Linked DNA regions of Mus musculus: all the other regions are linked to region 2. Evidence: chromatin contacts called from public capture Hi-C and promoter capture Hi-C data. All regions are on one chromosome and are shown on one strand. The core of a region is the stretch at or near the end of the contact, and the rest is flanking DNA. Distances in the headings are between cores, read along the strand shown. Region 1 holds the start of Tgfb1 (transforming growth factor, beta 1). Region 2 holds the start of Ceacam1 (carcinoembryonic antigen-related cell adhesion molecule 1). Region 3 holds the start of Erich4 (glutamate rich 4). Region 4 holds the start of Tmem145 (transmembrane protein 145).

Region 1 (3,003 bases), core at 166-2,665, 210 kb before region 2:
CTATTCCTCTCAAAGACACCTGGGGTACGGGAAAGTGCCAGCCTCTTTGGGACACCCACACAGTTGTCCCGGTGCCCCCAGGGCTCCCCTTCCTCCAGCCAGTTTCCTCTGAGGGTAATTTCCTCCCGGTGACCCCTGCACTCCGGCGCCCCCTGGGGGCTCCCTCCTGGCTCCCCGGCCCCTCGGAGCTCACCGTTGTTGCGGTCCACCATTAGCACGCGGGTGACCTCTTTAGCATAGTAGTCCGCTTCGGGCTCCGGCTCTGGGTCGGCGCTCTCGCCTGCCACCCGGTCGCGGGTGCTGTTGTACAAAGCGAGCACCGCCTCGGGCAGCGGGCCGGGCGGTACCTCCCCCTGGCTTGGGGGACTGGCGAGCCTTAGTTTGGACAGGATCTGGCCACGGATGGCTTCGATGCGCTTCCGTTTCACCAGCTCCATGTCGATGGTCTTGCAGGTGGAGAGTCCCGCGGCTGGCCTCCCGGGCGTCAGCACTAGAAGCCACGGGAGTGGGAGCAGAAGCGGCAGTAGCCGCAGCCCCGAGGGCGGCATGGGGGAGGCGGCGCCCCACGGCACTTCGGAGAGCGGGAACCCTCGGCAAAGGTGGGATGCGGAGGCCCCGCCCCTGCAGGGCTTGTGGGGTGGGGTCTCCCAAGGAAAGGTAGGTGATAGTCCTGAATAATTTGAGGTTGAGGGAGAAAGCAGCAGGAGTCGCGGTGAGGCTCTGACACCAAGGTGTCTCAGTATACCACCAGGGTAAAAATCGAGATGAGCGCTCTCTGAGATCCAAAAGTGGGTGTTCTTAAATAGGGGAGCTACTGCCAGCAGGTCCGAGGGAGATCTGCCTCTCGGGGGAGAGAGGGTCCTGGGATGCGAGGGACTCAAGAGGCAGGCTGGGGGGAGGGCGGCGTGCAAGGGGTGCGCCCCAGCTTTGGGGTGAAGTCTTCGCGGGAGGCGGGGTTTGTGGCTCCCGAGGGCTGGTCCGGAATAGGGGCGTCTGAGGAACGCCGGGTAGCGATCGAGTGTCCACGACGGTGAGCAGGGCTGTCTGGAGTCCTCAGGTCCTGCCTCCTTGCGAGACAGCGCAGTGCCAAGAAGTCCCCACGTCTCTGACTTGCAGTAGCAGCGGAAAAGTCTCAAAACTTTTTTCCTCTTCTCTCAACCAGCTCGTCCCTCCTCCCACTCCTCCTCCCCCTCCTCCCTGCGGCGGCGGCTGGTCTCAGACTCTGGGGCCTCGGACGGCTCCTCGGCTGCTCCTTTGCCGGCTCCCAGCGGAGGCCGACTCCGAGTGCGGCTCAGAGCCGGGGGTGCCCCGAAGGGGCGTCCCCCCTGCCCCGGCCGGGGGCCTGGCTGTCTGGAGGATCCGCGGCGGGAGGAGGAGGGGGACGGCCTGGGGCGCGAAGGGCGGCGGCGGCGGCGGGACCGGCTGGGGCGGCGGGGGTTTTGAAGCCGCCCCGGCCCCACCCAGGAAGCGCGCGCGGGGCGGGGGCAGCCCCAGGGGGAGGGCATGGGGGGGCACTGTCTTCATCTTAGCGTGGGCGGGCTCCAAGGGGGGTCCCTTCAGCCCTGCGGGGAGGGGGCGGGCACCCCGGCCTCGCCCCACCTCCAGGGTGCTGCCTCCTGGCGGCGGAGCACTACTAAAGCCGGTGACCAACCAAAGCGCCCCGGTGGATTTGGGAGTTGTTGAAGGGTCAAAGGAAAAATTGGGACTTCGTGAGAAAACAGAGTCCTGTATTAGAAGTGGGGACCTAGGCGGTGGAGAGCGAAAGGCAGGGGCAGACTTTGCGGATGAGAGTGTCAAGGAGAGTGAAATAAGGAGACCGACGTCTGAGAGCTTTAGCGGATACAAGGAGGCACCTTACCCATGAGAAATACACGCTTTTATTAAGTGCCCCCGACAGTCCAAACAGTGGGCCCTGCTCATGTCCCTCCAACCCACAGCCCTTTCTACCCCGTAGTTCAGTGGAGCATGGGCCACAGGGGAGTTCCTGGCCTTGCAGTCCATGGCATAGGGGCCATGACTTGGGGGTGATCAGGACTGACAGTCTCCAGAGTCCACGTGCCTGCTTCACTGCTGTGCCATTATGTGCTCAGTGGATGATGGCGATTAGTAGCAATGAAGTCCCTCAACACTCCACTCCATAGCGATCGAAGTGGCGCAGCAGCAGGCCGATACCAAGGTGCACTGTGCCACCCGCGGCCGTGTGCAGGCGGTAGCGGTCAGCCCCGCTGTAGATGGTATCTGCGTGCAGCAGCTGTGGCCCACCACCCACGAAAGCCCGTGCTAGCTGCTCCCTCCAACTGCCCAGGGGCCTCCATGTAGGGCAGTCCAGCTGATGAGTGCCTGGGCTGCTAGGCACATGGCAAAAGCCATAGCCAGCAAGCTGGCAGCGGCCAAAGCTGTCCTGGGACCACACCTGGAGATGGAGTCGAGGCCAACCTGCGGGAGGAGAGGCGTTAGAGAAAAGGACAAAGGGGCAGAACCCTGCTCCCGGGTTCCCAGCATTGAAACCACTGGAGACCTCGCACAGTACTTTTACCTTGGATTATTGCCTGAATTTCCTCTCTGGGTTCTCATCTCCCACTCACTCCACATAGTAGTCACAGGAATCTAGAGCAATCCACATTACCCTCTTGCTCAAAACCCTCCCATGACTCCCCTGGGCCACAGAACAAAGTCCAACCTCTCAAGTCAAGTCTGGCCTCGTCTGACCTCCCTTTGTGGTCTCTTCACTCTCCCAGGCCCCCAGGTCAGCACCTCAGCTTAGACCCCTTCCGCCCTCCTCCTCATGGACTTGCTTTGCTCTCACGCACCTGACTCAGATTTCCTTTCTTCCCCAGTGGAGCCATCTCTCCCCTTCGTTAGGTTTCTAGTGGCCTCAATGCACAGCTGAGTGTCCCAGCCTGACAGTCCAATGCTTGGAGATGCAGCCCAGCCCCCCCCCCCCCCAACCCTAAGCCCTCCCCTGGCAGGCCCTGTTCTCCAGGCTGGGGACACAGCAATGAA
Region 2 (2,771 bases), core at 166-2,665:
AAAAACAATGACTTCATGAAATTCATAGGCAAATGGATGGAACTTGAGAATATCATCCTGAGTGAGGTAACTCAGTCACAAAGGAACAAACAAACAAGATATGTACTCACTGATAAGTGGATATTAGTCCAAAAGTTCAGAATACCCAAGATTCAATTCACAGACTATATGAAGCCTAAGAAGAAGAAAGACCAAAGTGTGGATGCTTCACTGCTTCTTAGAAGGGTGAACAAAATCTTCACAGGAGGAAATACGGAGACAAAGTGTGGAGCAAAGACTGAAGGAAAGGCCATCCAGAGACTGCCCCACCTGGGGATCCATTCAACATATAGCCACCAAACCTGTACACGATTGTGGATGTCAGGAAGTGCTAGCTGATGGAAGCCGGATCTGTCTGTCTCCTAAGAAGCTTTACCAGAGCCTGACAAGTACAGAGGCAAGGCGAAAGCTCACAGTCAACCATTGGACTGAGCATGGGGTCCCAGATGGAGGAGTTGGAGAAGGGACTGAAGGAGCCGAGGGGGGTTTGCAGCCCAGTGGAGGGAGCAACAGTGCCAAGAGGCCAGACCCCCACAGAGCTCCCGGGATCTGGATGACCAACGAAAGAATACGCAAGAACCTATCTTGCAACCTGGATTGCAGTTTCCATCCCAGTTGACACACCTGGAGCCAGCTCCCTCACCTAACCATACTCTGTCCTCCTGGCTCTTTCCTGTATCTCTGAGAACTCCATTCTGCAAGGACAGCCGATGTGGTCCCTTCCATCCTCCATCATCCATGGGAGAGATGGGAAATCCCAGGGCATTCACCAAGGAGAACAGAGCCATCCTGGGACGGTTACGGAGGGCACGGGCAGACCTGAATCACATTTGGCCAGCACAGGAAGCTGGGGAGGTCTCCCTGGCACCCTCCATAGGAAGGTGGAGCACACAGTCCTCTTTCCAGGACACACAGGTCACCTCCTCCTGCACACCCAGGATATGAAGCCCCTGAGACAACTTGTATCCTAGGATCAGACACATGACTGGTGTCATCAGTGACGATGGATCAGGTCCTACCCAGTCATCACTCAGCTAGGCCTTTCCTTAACCCTCCAGATAACTCTGCCACTTCCTGCCTGGAGTAAACCCCACCTCTGTGAGCATTGAGAGCAGGGCACAGAGGGCTCCCATGGGGGTTTGTGTCACTCTAGGCTACAGGAAATGCTGGAACTCCTGCTGCAGTTGACAGCCCCAAGGCCAGGGCACAGGGCACTCCTCAGCCTTGCTGCTCGGAGTATGTTCTAGAACACTGAACTGGAAAGAGGAATAGAAGGACGGGAGGCCCACACTGACAGGAGTTCAGCATTGTCAGACTCACAGGCTCCACCCCCAGCCCACGTGGATCTGGGAGGTGCCCTCCCCTGGGAGGAGACAAAGCTCCTTTAAGAAAAGCAGGGCAGATATCAGGGCAGCCTGGCTTAGCAGTAGTGTTGGAGAAGAAGCTAGCAGGCAGGCAGCAGAGACATGGAGCTGGCCTCAGCACATCTCCACAAAGGGCAGGTTCCCTGGGGAGGACTACTGCTCACAGGTAAGGAGATATTCCTTCCCAGTAGAGAGCAGGGGAGCTCAGAGACTGGCTGGGCTCTTCTGGGAGAGGAAAGGAACCTGAGAAGGGACATCTGGCTTCTGCTTGAAGCTTGACGGCAACAGGAAGCTCTCAGTGAGTGTGAATTGGCTAGTGGTGAGGAGTAACTCAGTTCTTTGCTATTGTTAAGTTTATCGCACTGGCTAGGATATCCTGAAGACTGAAGTCCACAACTCTGTCAGGGTGACTCTCCACGTAAAAACCAAACTGGGGCAAGTAAACAGAATTATTGCATACTACACTGAGAAATTTGCAAATACACTAGGCTCTGGGACACTGATTTGCAAACAGGTATATGAGCATGTTCCAGGCAGCAGGGATTAAGCCAAAACCCACCTAGCCCTGCACACAAAGCCCTAGTTCTATGTGTAAAACGGCAGACCTGCGAGGGCATCTAGGTGGGGTCAGGTTGGCAAGCACTTCAGAAAAAATCAAAGCAGAGAAAGGCCAGAAAATGAAGGTGCAGGGTCTTTAGAGGAGGGGGTCAGAGAAGATAGGCCTACACTCAGCAAAGACTCTGAGTGTGAGCTGGGGTCTGAGGGCAGTGAGAGGTGAGCTGTGTGAATGCCGGAGAAGAGCGTTTCCTACAGTGGAAAGATGAGGAATGGAGGTGATCTGCTGGCCACCACCCAATAGGACACAGGCACAGCAAGGCTGAGAGGTTTTGCAAAGGTCCTAAGATTGATAGGTCTTTCTCTCTTCCCTCTTAGCCTCACTTTTAGCCTCCTGGAGCCCTGCCACCACTGCTGAAGTCACCATTGAGGCTGTGCCGCCCCAGGTTGCTGAAGACAACAATGTTCTTCTACTTGTTCACAATCTGCCCCTGGCGCTTGGAGCCTTTGCCTGGTACAAGGGAAACACTACGGCTATAGACAAAGAAATTGCACGATTTGTACCAAATAGTAATATGAATTTCACGGGGCAAGCATACAGCGGCAGAGAGATAATATACAGCAATGGATCCCTGCTCTTCCAAATGATCACCATGAAGGATATGGGAGTCTACACACTAGATATGACAGATGAAAACTATCGTCGTACTCAGGCGACTGTGCGATTTCATGTACACCGTAAGTAATTATCTGTAACCTCGGCGTCATGGGTAGAGTTAATCCTGCTTCCCACACAGCACTGTCAATCCTTGA
Region 3 (2,830 bases), core at 317-2,816, 140 kb before region 2:
CCCCTCCGCTCTGAGCCCCACCCCCTTTCCTATATTGCTTTATAGTTCAGAGCTGGGATCATAGATGTGTACCTCAAGGCCAAGCTTAAGGCTCCTTTTTTTTTTTTTTTTTTTTTTTTTTTTTTTTTTGCAGGAAGGGTTCAAGACAGGGTATTTCTGTGTAGCTCTGGCTATTCTGGAATTCATTCCATAGACGAGGCTGGTCTCGAACTCCGAGATCCACCTGCCTCTCTGCCTCCCCAGTGCTGGGATTAAAGGCGTGTGACAACACCAGCTGGCCAGTTTAAGGACCTTGAGATGGGGTGTTATCATAGGTGACCGGGTAATGAATCAGGTGGGTCTCATCAGAAGGATGGCCAGTGGAGTCAGCAGGAGTCAGGATGCCGGACTCAAAAGTTTGGAGTGACACAGGAAAGCAGGAAGTTTCCAGAAGCTCAGGAGAGGAGAGCGTGGATTCTTTCCTAGAGTTTCCAGAAGCAGCCACGCCCAGTGTACCTACTTTATGCCTCAGAGTAGCAAGAGAATTATCTTCTCTCCTTGCAGTGCTAGGGACGGAAGTGTGATTGAAGTGTGTGTGTGTGTGTGTGTGTGTGTGTGTGTGTGTGTAGGTCAGAGGACAACTTGTAAGAGTAAGTTTTCTCCTTTCATCCTGTGGGTCCTGGGGCTTGAACTCAGATTATTAGTCTTGGTAGCAAGCACCTTTAACCTTTGATGCACCCCTTGCATTGCTATAAGATGCCCAGCTTATGGTGACTTGTTTCCACATCAACGGAAAATGGGTTTAGTGGGGTGGGTCCAAAGTGGGAGTTCTGTGCTTACCACACAGATGTCAAGATATGAGCCTTGCAGAATTGGAGTCTGGGCTCAGGAGGGTGAGCAGCTGAGGTCTAAGCCCGGACCCTGAGCCACTGGCATAACCTAGCAAGACCCAAGCACCTCCCAGTCCTGACTGCTCTACAAGGACACAATGCTGCCAAGTCCGCGCTAGCAGAACTAGCTTCTGTATCCTAGCCTGCAGCTTCCATACAGAGGCTCTTCAGGCACACTGGTGGCAAAGCCCCGGCAGGGGACAGACAAGGACCGGGTTGGGGGCTGACCAAAGTCATTCCGCTAAAGAGGCTGAGGAAGGCTGGCAACAGGGAGGGCCTAGGAAGGAAGACAGCTCAGCCCCTACAGGTACTGAGCACCAAGCACCAGGTATCCTAAGCAGGAGTGTGGGGTGTGGGGGTGTCAGCCTGAGGGGCAACAGGGTGAAGCTGGACCTCTGCTCACGGCTATCTTTGAACCCTGTGAGATCATGGAGGTTGGACTTCAGAAAAAAAGAAGGAAAGAAAAAAGAAAGAAAGAAAGAAAGAAAGAAAGAAAGAAAGAAAGAAAGGAAGGAAGGAAGGAAGGAAGGAAGGAAGGAAGGAAGGAAGGAAGGAAGGAAGAGAGAAAATGTGGCCAGCTGATTCACAGTGAAGAATGGACTTTGGGATATATCTGCCAGCCCCTCCCCGCCTTCCCTGCATCCCACAGCTCCCCAGGGGACTGGGTCACTTGGACCTTGCTACTTCCTGCTCTTCAGTCCATGGTTCGGACTATGGAGCCGTGGGTGCAGCTGAAGCAGGCTGGACTGGAGCCCAGTGGATTGGGTCCACTCCCCAAGGCCCTAAGGGTGCCCCCGCCAGAAGGGAACCCCGGTCAGGCCCTTATGTCTTCAGGGGCAGAACTTGGGGGTGCCAGGGAGCTGATTCTATGGATCTGGGAGGAGCTGGTGAGTGAGGGCCTTAGAGAGATAGGAGAGAACGAGGAACATGAGTGAATATTGATAAAGGTAGACGTAGCCGAGGATCAGCGGGGCCTGGGCCAGGGTGGGGACAGAGCATGAGAGACAGGATTGGAGTCAGTCTCGGAGAACAGAGATAGAAATCAGAGACCCAGAGCAGGATCAGACAGGACCTCAGATGGAATGGGGGCTGGGAGAGCCCAAAGGCAAGGATGAGAAAACGGAGCCGGAGATGAGACAGAGGTGAGGGCCCTGGCCAGGCAGGACAGGACTTGAGCTGAAACTTGCCCCCATGGAGCTCTGGCAGGCTCCCCGTGGAGCCTCCCCATGGTGTTCCTTTATTCCTACAGGGGAACCTGCGACGAGTGGATGTCCAGCTGTTGGGACAGCTGTGTGACCTGGGACTGGAGATGGGGACCTTTCGGGAAGAGCTGGTCACTATCCTGGAAGAGGAGGAAGAGGAAGAGGAGCAGGAGGAGAAGAGCTGTGTTGAAGAGAACAAAGGGCCCGAGGAGAAGCAGGACGAAGAACGTTCCCGGAGCTCCTATCCAGCCCAGCGCCTCCCTGACTTCGAGATGACCATCTGAGGTCATTTAGCTTGACACGCAAATGAGATGCAAATTCATGCAAAGGAAAAAAACGGAGATTGAGAATCAAGGGTGCTCCTTCGGCAGACCCACAAAACAGTTGGAGATCCTGGCAGGGACCTGGGTGCTGTGGGCAGGTGTGATTGCAGATTTGGGAGGGGCACAAAAGCCACCCGTGTGTCTGTAGAGATGTTGCAGTGTGACCTGGAGACCAGGTGCTTGGCTGAAGTGACAGAATCTTGGCAGACAGGTTTGAAGACCAATTCTGCGTAGTGTGGTAGGCCCCATGGCCGGTAAGCAATTGAAACGTGGTGGGTTCGGACTGAGATGAGAGGTGGACAAAGGTCAAACACCTCTGTGGTAAAACCGATCAACAGTTTAAACAGCTCGACAACTACAGGTTGAAATGATATTCTGAATATGTGAAATAAAATATTGATTTTATATGCTTTGTGTGTGTGTGTGTGTGTGTGTG
Region 4 (3,018 bases), core at 46-2,545, 170 kb after region 2:
TTCTGTCCCTGGACACCCCTCACATACCCACTCTTCACAGCTCTCACCTTGTCCCTTGCCTTGTACACCGCTGGCCACTGGGATGGGTCGTCAAAGTAGAGGAGGATGTTCTGACAGCACTTAGCCTGAAGACCCAGAGATTTGGCGGTTGGGGTGTTTATAGCAGTTGGAGAGCTTTTGCCAAGGAGGGCCAAGGGAGTGTCCAGCCTCAGCTAAGGAGAGTGGCTAGGGAGACTCACCTCGGGGTATCGGAATCGGAAGTCCAGTCGTCCATAATCCGAAAGGAAACAAAATCTTGTCAGGAACACCCAATCCTGGCAAAAAGAATCCAGTGAGATCTGAGTCCTTCAAGAACTCAGCTTGACCCTACCCACAGACCCTCAACTTTTCTTCTCTACCCAAAGCCACTTAGCTTCCCAAACACCACAAAGCAGCTAAGTCACCTCCAGAATTCTTTCCAGATCCTTTTGCTGTGTGTCCGATTTTCTGCTGCCCTGGTTTTCTCCCTCAGATGTCCCTCAAGTTTCTTTCCCCCCCACCCCCGTCCTCCTCCTCCCCATCTTCCAGACACACTGAAAAAGACCAGGGATGGCCAGGTGCACATCCCCACCACCATCTGTCCTGGACTCTTTCTCAGCTGCATTCCCCCAGTTACACACACACATGCACACACATGCTGAGAGAGAGAGAGAGAGAGAGAGAGAGAGAGAGAGAGAGAGAGAGAGAGAGAGAGAGAGAGAGAGAGAGAGAGAGAGAGAGAGCAGCCCCAAGGTGGTCCCACAAACCATGCCATCATGACATCCTGGGCAATCTCCCAAACCTTCCTTGCTGGTCCTGAGCAGGCCAGGCAACCTCCACTTGGTGGAGTGAGGGGTGCTGTCCCTTCAGCACCACCATGGTGCAGCTCTGTTCCCCGTAACTCTGACTCTGCCTACCGACCCTCCCCACCCAGGCTGGCCTCGACAGCCACCATGCAACCCCCAACCCACAGCCTTCTCCCTGGTCCGGGCCCCCATTCCTCACGCCCCGGCCCGGGAGGGGCGCAGGGGGCGGGGCGGCATCATCCCCTCTTGGGTCCCGCGGGCCAGGGAACGCTAGGAGATGGCTCGGTGTGCTCACCTCTTTGGAGCTGAGGTTGCCCCGCACGTACTTGGCCCGGGTGCGGGGGTACAGTGGCAGCAGCAAGAGCAGTAGCGGCGGCAGCAGGCGGCGCAGCACGGGCGCGCGGGAGGGCTCCATTCCTCCCGCTCTGGCCTCGGCTCGGCTCCGGCTCCCGCTCCGGCCCGGTGACGGAGGCGAGAGCGCGCGGGCTGGCCAGCGCGCGCCCCCGATTAAAGGGGCCGCTGGACGCAGCGGTCTCCGCCCCCTCCTCCGGGATGGACTAAACTGTCTCCTACTCTTCCCACCTGAGAGAGAACATTCTCTTGTCACCTCACCCCAGCTGTGATCCTCTTCTACAGGCGTCTCAAAGAAACCTCAGGATGCGTGTGTCCTAAACTGAACTCACATTCCCGCAAGCAAGGGTCTTCTTTGGACTGCAGACTCCAGGATTTAACCGAGAAAACCGAGCTCTGTCCTGACCACTGATCCCCAGTTTTGACCCCAAATTATTCTATTATTACCCATTCTCTAGATTTGGCAAACCTTGTGCCCATAGACACACAGAAGATGAGACATTGTTCTGGGACACACACATACACACACACAGTAAAACCTTCTAACAAAACAATCACTCCTGACTGCCTGCCCCACCCCTAGGGTGTGAACCCCAGCTGCTTGAGACAAAGGTGAGATATGGAGGAGCCAGTGCTCTAGCTGCCAGGGCTGGCTTTGTCATGTCCCTACCAGAAGACCTAGGACAAATCACTGGGCCTCTTATCCCTTAGTGTAGTTTGATGCCCCCCACCCCCACCCATGCTGCTATTAATTCTGTCATTTCCCATAGGGCAACTGAGAGTCCTGGGAAGGTCTTCCAGCATCAGACTCCAACAAATATTCCTAGCTTTATCCTTCACCCTCCACTGCAGAAAATTCATTCACTGCTGCTCAAAATGCCATTTCAAAAGCTTTCTGGCTAGACACATCTGCGGGGTAGGGGGACAGGCAATTCTTTGTGAATTCAAGGCCAGACTGGTCTCTGCATTAAATTCCAGAACAGTCAGGACCACATAAGTGAGAATCTGTTTTAAAAATGGGGGAAAAAAAAAAAAGCCAGGCAGTGGTGGCGCACGCCTTTAATCCCAGCACATGTGAGGCAGAGGCAGGCGGATTTCTGAGTTTGAGGCCAGCCTGGTCTACAGAGTGAGTTCCAGGACAGCCAGGGCTGCACAGAGAAACTCTGTCTTAAAAAAAAAAAAGAAAGAAAGAAAGAAAGAAAGAAAGAAAGAAAGAAAGAAAGAAAGAAAGAAAGAAAAAAGAAAGAAAAAGAAAAAAGAAAAGAGAAGGAAAAGGAAAGTATGAACAAAAAGCTTTCTGGCTGGAGATGTAGCTCAGTGGTAATATGTTTGCCTAGCTTATGTGTAAGGTCCTGAATCACATTCCCAAAATAGCAAATAAATGAAATTCCTGGAGTAAGACATGGTACATGCAATTAACCCCAGTACTTGGGAAACAGACTGGTGGATTGCTCCAAATTCCAAGCCAGTCTGGTCTATACCATAGGGAGACTGTCTCAAAAAAAAAAAAAAAAAAAAAAAAAAAGAAAGAAAGAAAGAAAGAAAATTAAAAAAACGGAAGAAAAATTCTAAACAAATTAAAACATACAAACTGAGAAGAAAAAAATAAATGCATGGAAAACTCTGAGTGTAAACTTTTTACCATGTGACCAGTTGTTACCAAGAGGGATGATGAAAAATTTTACTCTATGGGGGTTGGGGGAGTAGAGAGTTGTTACACTTTGTTTTGTTGGGTTTTATTGGGCTCATAGTTCCGGCTGGCTCAGAGGATAACTATAAACTCTGAATCCTCCTGTCTCCACAACCCCAAACAAACACTGAGAGACATGTACCCTCTCCTGTT

Evidence for each region. Promoter capture Hi-C pulls out the DNA fragments that hold promoters and counts their contacts. Capture Hi-C pulls out chosen DNA fragments and counts their contacts.
Region 1: a promoter capture Hi-C map of liver shows a contact between it and region 2. The contact joins the promoter of Tgfb1 here to the promoter of Ceacam1 in region 2. A contact is called at or near these places in 8 of 39 promoter capture datasets (the C10 cell line, the HPC-7 cell line, embryonic stem cells and 3 more), 2 of 15 datasets of contacts at CTCF or cohesin (large pre-B cells and pro-B cells), 5 of 115 datasets of contacts at active chromatin or transcription factors (the 230-238 cell line, embryonic stem cells, large pre-B cells and 1 more) and 2 of 9 other capture datasets (adipose tissue and liver).
Region 3: a promoter capture Hi-C map of second pharyngeal arch cranial neural crest shows a contact between it and region 2, with 4 times the contacts expected there. The contact joins the promoter of Erich4 here to the promoter of Ceacam1 in region 2. A contact is called at or near these places in 24 of 39 promoter capture datasets (the 3T3-L1 cell line, 3T3-L1-derived adipocytes, the C10 cell line and 15 more), 3 of 15 datasets of contacts at CTCF or cohesin (embryonic stem cells and pro-B cells), 26 of 484 Hi-C or Micro-C datasets (B cells, the Ba/F3 cell line, CD4 T cells and 13 more), 13 of 115 datasets of contacts at active chromatin or transcription factors (the 230-238 cell line, the HPC-7 cell line, bone marrow-derived macrophages and 5 more) and 3 of 9 other capture datasets (adipose tissue, liver and macrophages).
Region 4: a capture Hi-C map of macrophages shows a contact between it and region 2, with 2.1 times the contacts expected there. The contact joins the promoter of Tmem145 here to the promoter of Ceacam1 in region 2. A contact is called at or near these places in 7 of 39 promoter capture datasets (the 3T3-L1 cell line, cranial neural crest, frontonasal cranial neural crest and 3 more) and 2 of 9 other capture datasets (adipose tissue and macrophages).

The regions. Positions count from the first base shown.
Region 1 is chr7:25,685,414-25,688,416 of GRCm38.p6, reverse strand. It overlaps Tgfb1 (transforming growth factor, beta 1), which reads right to left and starts at 1,415. Exons shown (of 7, transcript NM_011577.2): 1 at 194-1,415. The coding sequence starts at 548. It overlaps B9d2 (B9 protein domain 2), which reads right to left. Exons shown (of 4, transcript NM_001362154.1): 4 at 1,855-2,436. The coding sequence ends at 2,123.
Region 2 is chr7:25,476,269-25,479,039 of GRCm38.p6, reverse strand. It overlaps Ceacam1 (carcinoembryonic antigen-related cell adhesion molecule 1), which reads left to right and starts at 1,415. Exons shown (of 9, transcript NM_001039185.1): 1 at 1,415-1,569; 2 at 2,337-2,696. The coding sequence starts at 1,506. All of the region lies in intron 4 of 4732471J01Rik (RIKEN cDNA 4732471J01 gene), which reads right to left.
Region 3 is chr7:25,614,589-25,617,418 of GRCm38.p6, reverse strand. It overlaps Erich4 (glutamate rich 4), which reads left to right and starts at 1,566. Exons shown (of 2, transcript NM_001039243.4): 1 at 1,566-1,756; 2 at 2,119-2,799. The coding sequence starts at 1,583. The coding sequence ends at 2,355.
Region 4 is chr7:25,304,385-25,307,402 of GRCm38.p6, reverse strand. It overlaps Tmem145 (transmembrane protein 145), which reads right to left and starts at 1,295. Exons shown (of 15, transcript NM_183311.2): 1 at 1,120-1,295; 2 at 240-314; 3 at 48-125. The coding sequence starts at 1,239.